Regions from separate parts of the Zea mays genome. Here all the other regions are linked to region 2. A link is a contact called in public Hi-C data. All regions are on one chromosome and are shown on one strand. Each heading gives the region's core, a stretch centred on a gene start, on an enhancer-like site or on the middle of the called end of the contact. The rest is flanking DNA. Distances are from core to core; before and after follow the strand shown. Region 1 holds the start of LOC100275017 (NADH dehydrogenase [ubiquinone] 1 beta subcomplex subunit 2). Region 2 holds the start of LOC103635990 (transducin family protein / WD-40 repeat family protein). Region 3 holds the start of LOC100281947.

Region 1 (2,700 bases), core at 115-2,614, 190 kb before region 2:
GATGGATAATATTGATGAGGTAACCGACAAGAGGGTGATAGCTTTGGGAGCAATAGAGAAGGACAAGATCATGGTAGCCAGGGCCTACAACAAGAAGGTCAAAGCAAAGTCATTTCAAGTAGGGGATCTGGTGTGGAAGACCATCTTGCCTCTAAGGAATAAAGACCGGAAGTTTGGGAAATGGTCGCCAAGCTGGGAGGGTCCTTATAAAGTAAAACAGGTAATGTCTGGTAACACCTATTTGCTACAAACATTGCAAGGCAAGGATTTGCCTAAGGCTTTGAATGGGCATTTGCTCAAGCAGTATCATCCTAGTATGTGGCAAGATGCTTAAGAAAACTGATGTAATCACATCGTGTTAAGATGCTTTTGGTTCGCTCAACTCCACCAAAAGGCAGGGGGCATATGTTCGACACCAAAAGGAGAAGGGCGGACGGTCCGGCCCTAGGGCCGGATGGTCCGCGGTCCGGACGGTCCGCGCCTGTGGGCCGGACGGTCCGCGCGTGCGCAGAACAGATTAGGGTTCCGAGTTTTGTGCTACGGTTGTTAGCTAAATTCGCGGGATTCGCTCGGAAATTAGTTTGTAAAGGGTCCAGCCCCCCTCCTCTATAAATAGAGAGGTATACGGCCGATTTGTAATTATCAATCGAATCAATACAACTTCTATTTCACATTTATTTCCTGTATAATTAGGAGTAGTTCTAGTCTAGTTCTAGTTTAGCCTCTCGATCCCCAAATTCTCCGCCTCTCCTCGACTCTACGTCGATTATAGGAGTCTAGGTTGGCCTGCCCAAGCCTAGACAACTCCTAGGATCTCTCCTCCCCGACGGGTCCCTCCCGGGAGCGAGATCCAGGCGCCGCCGGCGATCTTCCGCCGCCCCTGTGCACGCGCGGACCGTCCGGCCCTAGGGCGCGGATCGTCCGGCCGTCAGGCAGGGAACCCGAGCACCTACGCCAGGTCGTGGACCGTCCGGCCCTACGCCGCGGACCGTCCGCGCCTGACCAGAGAGCACCTCCGCCTCGCGCCAGGTCGCGGACCGTCCGGCCCTATGCCGCGAACCGTCCGCGTCTGACCAGAGAGCATCACCGCTGGTTCTTTTGAAGTGATTGGCGCCTCCAAAAAGGCGTCAACAGGAACCTAACGAGATCTTACTCTAAACCAAATAAGTAAATAACCTTATCTGAGACCATCTAGTCTCAGTCCCGTTGTCGCAACTAAAACCATAGTTAGAGAAGCTTCTACTGCTCCATTAAGTAGGGCCCAGTACACACGGGCCAGACCTTTCAAGTCCATGTACCACTGCCTTTCAGCCCATCTGCTATTTGGGCTTTCATGAACGGCAGCGGTACATGGGTGGGCTTCCAGATCCAGCGGCCTCACCATCACCACCCGACACGAGGACACGCGACGACTGACTAGGCGAGGGGAGCAGTCGGCGGGCGATGGTCGGCGGCGGCGCACATGGCGGCACCACCTACAAAGGCTACACCATCCCGCACAACAAGCGCTGGCACACCGTCGCCGGCAAGGGCCTCTGCGCTGTGATGTGGTACGCATGTGGACCCCCTTGCTCCCCCTCCCATTCCATCTCGCCACCCCGATCCGTCATTTTCTTCCGAATCCGGTAGCTTCCCACCGATTCTAGGCTGCCTGCCTGGACGCCTCCCTGCCTTCCCGAAACTGAACGCCGCGGCCTGTGCTATTCGCCCTCGCCGGTGGGCTTCCGCACGGTAGATCAGGAAATGCTGTGAGCAGTTATTTTTAATGGATTATTCCTAAATTGTGCGATTGGGTTGGGATTAGACGTTGTTTGCGCGCACTGTAGCAAAACTACAGGCGCAATATGCATGGCGAAAATCCGATTTGGGGACGTGGAAATGGAGTTGGGTTGCTGCCGTAAAACCTATCCAGTTTCGGCTGGACTCTGGACTGACTGCTGTATTCAAGAGCCGAAGCTCTGCACCCATGACCATCGCTGCAACCGTGCTTACCTTTACTTAACCATCTTTGCGACATTAGGATGGCCAAATTGGACTTCCATCATGTTTCAGGTCTTGTTGGGTAAATCTGATCCTTCGATGGCTTTATGTCCCCGTTCTAGTTAGAACATGTTTGACAGTGACCTTTAATTCTTATTTCATCTTCTAATCAAATGAGTTCATTCAATTCATTTCATTGTTTTCGCAACCTTAGCCAGTTGAACAAAACATATTCCCAGGTTTGGGAGTCGGGACTGTCTACTTTAGGAAAATTTTCATCTCTAAGTGTCAGCAGTTAGTAACTTTGAAAAGGCTACTGCAGTTGAGATTTTATCTTGCCGCATCTTCATTGACCCAAGTTACGAGAAACCAAAGGAAAAAACTCAGTTTTTTTTAACTGCTGAATCATGCTCTAGAAGTCTTCTGTTGAGCCCCACCCCCTTTCTGTGAGATACAGGTAATTTGGACAATCACTAACTCTTGTTGAGTTTCTGTTACTGTGTGAGCATAGATGCATTAAGCCAAAAAAACAACAACTTTAAGCTGCCTTTGTTTTCAAGCTGGACCCATGGTTATTAAAACGGTAAAACGTTAAAACGTTATGAACCAACTTTTCAACGTTTAAACGAACGTTGAAACATCTTTTCAGACATAGAATTTCAAATATAGAATAAGTTCATACATAAGTTGAGTTCACAAACCAAATAGCATTAGCATAAA
Region 2 (2,700 bases), core at 32-2,531:
AAAATGAAGAAAATATGCTACTGCCCTAATGGCATTTGTAAATTGTGAAGGCAACAACTGTAATCCTGTATTAGGCCGGTTCGTTTCCCCTATAAATATATGAACAGTATCCCGCATAAAGTACCTTTAGCCAGGTGCTACAGCTTCGTCCATCTTAGCCTCTGAAACACCTTCAACGTATCTTGCATCAAGAAGCCGAAGGTACGATTGTAAACTAGTGTATGCGAAGAGAAATAAGATGCTAAGGCACATGAGATGAGTTCTAATATTTTACTCCATCATGCTTTGTGTATTTCATTTGATTACACCAAACCTTCGTCCTTGAGTTGTTATCCCGAAGAGACAACAACACAAGGATGAAGGTTTCTACTTTTTTAAACCTTGTGTTGCCTTGTTTTTGATTTCATACAGCAATTGGAAACAAGTGACCAACAACAACGCTACATGTCTTTTGTATCACTGGTTGGCAACAATAGCGGTTGTAATGGTTGGCTTTAAGTCCAACCGAATAGGCCCAGTAATTTTAAAAGTTAATAAAACATCAAATAAAAAAGTCAATATGACCTTTACATGAAAAATGAAGGGATGAATTATTAGGTCATCTCCAACTAGCCATGTAAAGGGGCATGCAAAACAATGTTTTATACTGTAGATTGCACTGTTTACAAGTAGAGTTTGGAATAAGAGGTATGATAGGAGGTGAAATAGGGAGTCTGCTAGAGATAACTTTAGTGGGCAAACTAGCTCATATGCAACTTTTCTTCTATCAAATCAATAATGCAGTTGCAAGTGAATTGCTTCCCTCCATGCATTTCTTAAGAAGAAATCAATCTATTTTGGCACCTATATCAAGTGAGGTTTTGCTGAGACACAAGTTAGGTTATTAGGTCCAAATATCAATTCATTGTAAATCGAGACTAGACTTTTTTGAGCTAGATCAGAAAGCTTAAGTAAAGCCACAAATTAGTTGGTTGATTAAAATATTTTAACAAAGTTTAATTGAAACACAGTAAACTCCAAAAATTAACATAGAAAATGGAATAAAAATAAAAAGTCATTAAAATATTTTAGACCCTGTTTAAACTTAGAGGGTGTTTGGTTTTTAGTGACTAATTTTTAGTCTCTCAATTTTATTTTATTTTAGTTCCTAAATTACTAAATATGGAAACTAATATAGTTTTAATTTTCGTATTTAGTAATTTAGAAACTAAAATGAATAAAATAGAGAGAAGTTTTTCTCCGCTCTATAATTTGAGGGTGGACCAAATCACCATACAGGACTGGAAGACAAGTAGTAGCCCAAAAAGCCTAGGCCGTGGCCCGCGCAATAATGTAGCCCATGTCCGTGCACAACCGCGCACAGTAGTCGCCGGCTTTGCAGAGATCGACCGTGGTATTGGCAACCGGTGTCCGGTGAGGGGGATCCACGCAACTCCTGCTACCACCACCATCGCCGCTACAGCGGCGCATGCAGCAGCCGGCACGACGATGGGGGAGCGAGACGCGCTCCCGCCGCTGCCGCTCGCCCTCGGTCCGCCGCATCTAATCCCGCCGGCGCCCACCCGCGACCCGCGCGCCATCGCCTTCCTCCCTGACCTCGTGGGCTTCCACTGGGTCGCCTACGCTGCCGGCTCCTTCCTTGTCGTATCCCACCTCCCCTCCCCTTGCCGGGACGACAACAACAACGACAGTTGCTCCCCGTTCTTCCGCCAGGTCATCGACCTCCGCGCCCCCGTGTCCGCAGTTGCTTGGTGCCGCCGCGGGAGCGGAGAGGTCGCCGCCGCTACAGACAATTCTATACACATATTCCAGCCTGCGCCCGCCTCTTCTCCAGGTCTGCTTCTCTGGCCAACTCTTCAAATTCTCATCGTCAGTTAGCTTAGACGGCTGTTGTGGCTCGGTTCAGTGTTTGGAGATTGGAACCTGCAGGTTCGTTTGGATGGCTCCTGAGATGGTCTATCACCGAGACGTTCGCCATCGTTGCTGTATCCTGGACCGGCTGCGGCAATGGCATTGTGGCAGTTGGCGCAGGTGTTTCCATGTGGGCAAGATTGGAGTCCTCCTGGCAGCTCGCTTGGAGGTCTACACCGCAGGTGCCGCAAGCCCTTGTCTCCACTACCTGTTCCATGCAAGGTCCTGTCGCGACAGTGGCAGCTCTTGCTCCAGCCGAGGGCAGTGTGCCTGTTCTTGTGTTTCTGAACGATGCCAGGAGGGGGCTGGAGCAAGCTGAGCTTGTGCATCCTCAGCCTGTTTGTATGATCCAGTGGAGATCCTGTTCGTTATACCCCCATGATCTGTCTGAGATCAGGAGAGAGATCCTCATGACTTGCTGCTTTGATGGGACTGTCCGGCTATGGAGTAAGGATGAGGTGTCTAGGTCGAAGAAGCAGCGTGGTTTGCTAATATCATTCAGTGTCATTGCAGTAATAGAGGTGAACAACACTCTGAATGGAGTCCTCGGAGTTGATATTATTGTGAGATGGTCCATGGAATCTGGCAGCGTTGTGTCAAGGGACGAACAAGGTAGATTCAAGTTGTTTTCAGGTGATTTGAGGGAGAGCCAGGTTGGTAAATGTGAGTGGCTTGTAAGTCTTGGCCCCGGGCCTTGCATTAGCTTTTGGGCTATCCATTGTTTGGATGATGTATTTCCGCCAAGGTACCCACGGATTACTTTATGGAAACAGAGCAAACTTCAGGGCT
Region 3 (2,700 bases), core at 75-2,574, 240 kb before region 2:
CTACCCATCGCTGTATCAGATGACAGTTTTGTACTCCAGGGTCCAGTGTGTAGTTTGGTGTTGGTGTGTCAGCGTGTATATTGTAACTCCCACACACACACACACACACACTGGGCTTGCAATCTCATACAAACATACCTGATGAATGGAAGGCCGGAGGGGGTATATTTGACAGGGAAAAAAAAGTAGTACCAAAGTTTCATATAGTTCAGTTTGTGTACAAGAGCCAAAAAGGTCTACTAGTTTGCTTCAGTGCCTACCCATGCGGAGTCTGCAAACATGGCTAGGGCCTGGTGGCACGGCCGGCGTAGCCAAGGGCTGCGACTGATGCCTCCTGCCTGGGGAGCGTTCAGCCACACCTGCACTGCATACAAGATGTAACTAAGAATCGGGTCCAACATCCATTGGGACAGAGTCTGTACATCTTATTACACGGCCGTCGGGATGGATAATATTAGTTGACGAGGGAGCCCGGCCCCGGCCCCGGCGGCTGCGTGCCGGCGACGAAGAAGCGGCCGGAGGCGGCGTCCTGGCTGGCGTAGTACACCGTGCTGGGGCTGGCGTGGTTGTGCGTCCCCTCGTACGTGGTGACCACGTAGCCGGGGTCGTCCCTGTCCCGCTCCACCCGCTTCTTCACGTTGCACCCTTCCGTCGAGCACCGGTAGTAGTTCCTGACAGAACAGTTGTCGTGAAGTGAGTGCGCTAGCAGTCCAGTCGTGTGGTGTTGTAAATTGGGACGCACACAGTTAGCTACCTTGGGTTGGGGCTGTTCTTGACGGACTTCTTGCCGTACTTCCTCCACTTGTAGCCGTCGTCCAGGACCTCGACCTCCGACCTCGTCCGGAACGCGATCCGGTCCGTGCGCGGCCGCTCCGGCGCCGCCGCGCTCCTGAAACGCCCACACAGGCACAGCCCGCCGCCGGGTACGGTTCAGACCAATGAACGGAAGGCCCAAAGCAGAAACAGGTGCCAAGCACGCCACTCACCCAGCGCCGCCTGCGCTGATCGCACCGCCACCACTGGCGTCCGGCGGCACGACGACGGAGGCGTCGTCGAAGAGGAACTCGGATATGTCCAAGTGCGCGGCGGAGAGGCTGGACGCGGGGCTGGAGCTGCCTCCGCCGCGGGAGAAGTAGGAAGAGGACATGGGGGCGGGGGCGCCGCCCGCCGGCGCCGGGTGGGGGTGGTGGTGGTACAGCACTGGGCGCGCTCCGACTGCCGCCATGGCCGGGTGGACCGCCGCCGGGGAAGCTTTGTACTTATAGTAGCGGCTCCGGGGATCGGTGAGCTGCCGGTGCCGGTGCCGGTGCGCATGGGGGAGGAGTGGGAGGGATGTCGACCGGGGGCTGGGATTTGTAGCGGGGATGTGTGGTGTGTGATTGCACCGGCTTCCCGGTGAGCTTCCTGCGCTGGCTGCCTGGGACTGGGAGAAGGTTCGGAGCTGCTGCGCGGGTCGCCGCCGCTCGCGCGCCCGGCGTGGCACTTATAGTTATAGCGGGGGCGGGCGGAATTGTGTGTCTGTCTGCGGAGGGAGAGCCACGACTTGAAGGGGTCTTCGCCACGTCGTAGCTAGCTAGTGCCGTGCGGGGTGGGCCGGTGGGGAGCTCGCTTTCGAGTTGTTCGAGGAGTTTTCAATTGCCGTCTCTGCTCACTGCTCTGCTGGGACCACGACTGCTGGCTGCGCCCGGAACACCCGTATCGTATATGCATGTTGCATGGACTGATGGATGAATTGCACCATGCATGTGCTGCTTGTATTGGCCGGGAGAGTGTAAATTTAATTCGACCATATATACATCGCCGTATGCATGATTTGTATTCGTGTGATGAAGCGGAACGGCCACCCAAGAGGAGACGTCCTTTTCACATGTCATCAAAGGTCGCTGCTCTCGCCGCATATATATTCAACTCGATCGGATCCACGTCGCCGGCCCTCACTCTTGGTCCATCTCAAACACAAAACAAGATTGGCCGGGTAACCAACGCAAAGCCAAGCTGAAACGTGCGCCGTGATGGATCTAGAAGCCCCAGCCAGCCATGGACTGATTCGGCGCAGCTTCGTGGAGTGGGTGGATTTATTCGCAGCCTAGCTTCATCTCCATGCCTTGCTGTGTTACCGACCGATATAAATGGCCGAATTCCGCGGGGGAGTGAGGATGTACTCCTCCAGCTCGCCGTGTCTTCTGGATTTTCTACGTGATCTCACTGCATGGATCGGTCGGCCGCCGGTGCCCCCCCCCTGGTGGTATGGTGGCGAGCACATGCTTATTACTAGCACAGGCCACGTGGGGCCGCCGGCGGGTGCAGATAGATGCAATGTGTATGTGTACCTCTCAGAGCGACGCGCACGTGTGACACATCGACCATGTGTGCCCTGCCCACTCATCAGGTGGGTAGATTAGATGACCGTCGAGCTAAGCTAAGCTACCATGTTTGCACTATGCATCCTGCTACATACATCCTGCTAGTGTTAGTACTATGCATGCTCGATCGAGAAAGAAGCGTCTGCTGAGATACGGACAAAATGCCGTGATCCACCGCCCCCGATTAACCCGAGCGAGACTGAGACAGCGACGGCCACGGCAAAATCGTCCGCCACCGTTTCCTGATTTCAGAAGCTTCCACCCGGGCCGCGCTCTCTCTCGCCACCCGAAGGTTGGCCGACGACGACGGCCCGTGCCGTGGTGGTGGTGGGATTCG

Evidence for each region. Hi-C and Micro-C count contacts between places; a contact is called where the count stands out from the background.
Region 1: a Hi-C map of endosperm shows a contact between it and region 2, with 3 times the contacts expected there. The contact joins the promoter of LOC100275017 here to the promoter of LOC103635990 in region 2. A contact is called at or near these places in 2 of 25 Hi-C or Micro-C datasets (endosperm and tassel).
Region 3: a contact with region 2 is called in a Hi-C map of ear, with 2.9 times the contacts expected there. The contact joins the promoter of LOC100281947 here to the promoter of LOC103635990 in region 2. A contact is called at or near these places in 3 of 25 Hi-C or Micro-C datasets (ear, leaf and tassel).

What each region holds. Positions count from the first base shown.
Region 1 is chr8:139,680,424-139,683,123 of Zm-B73-REFERENCE-NAM-5.0, forward strand. LOC100275017 (NADH dehydrogenase [ubiquinone] 1 beta subcomplex subunit 2) reads left to right here and starts at 1,365. Exons shown (of 4, transcript NM_001326463.1): 1 at 1,365-1,550. The coding sequence starts at 1,444.
Region 2 is chr8:139,872,103-139,874,802 of Zm-B73-REFERENCE-NAM-5.0, forward strand. LOC103635990 (transducin family protein / WD-40 repeat family protein) reads left to right here and starts at 1,282. Exons shown (of 16, transcript XM_008658352.4): 1 at 1,282-1,834; 2 at 1,930-2,700. The coding sequence starts at 1,489.
Region 3 is chr8:139,630,795-139,633,494 of Zm-B73-REFERENCE-NAM-5.0, forward strand. LOC100281947 reads right to left here and starts at 1,325. Exons shown (of 3, transcript NM_001371805.1): 1 at 987-1,325; 2 at 755-889; 3 at 174-671. The coding sequence starts at 1,225. The coding sequence ends at 455. It also overlaps a transcript of LOC103635987 not described here.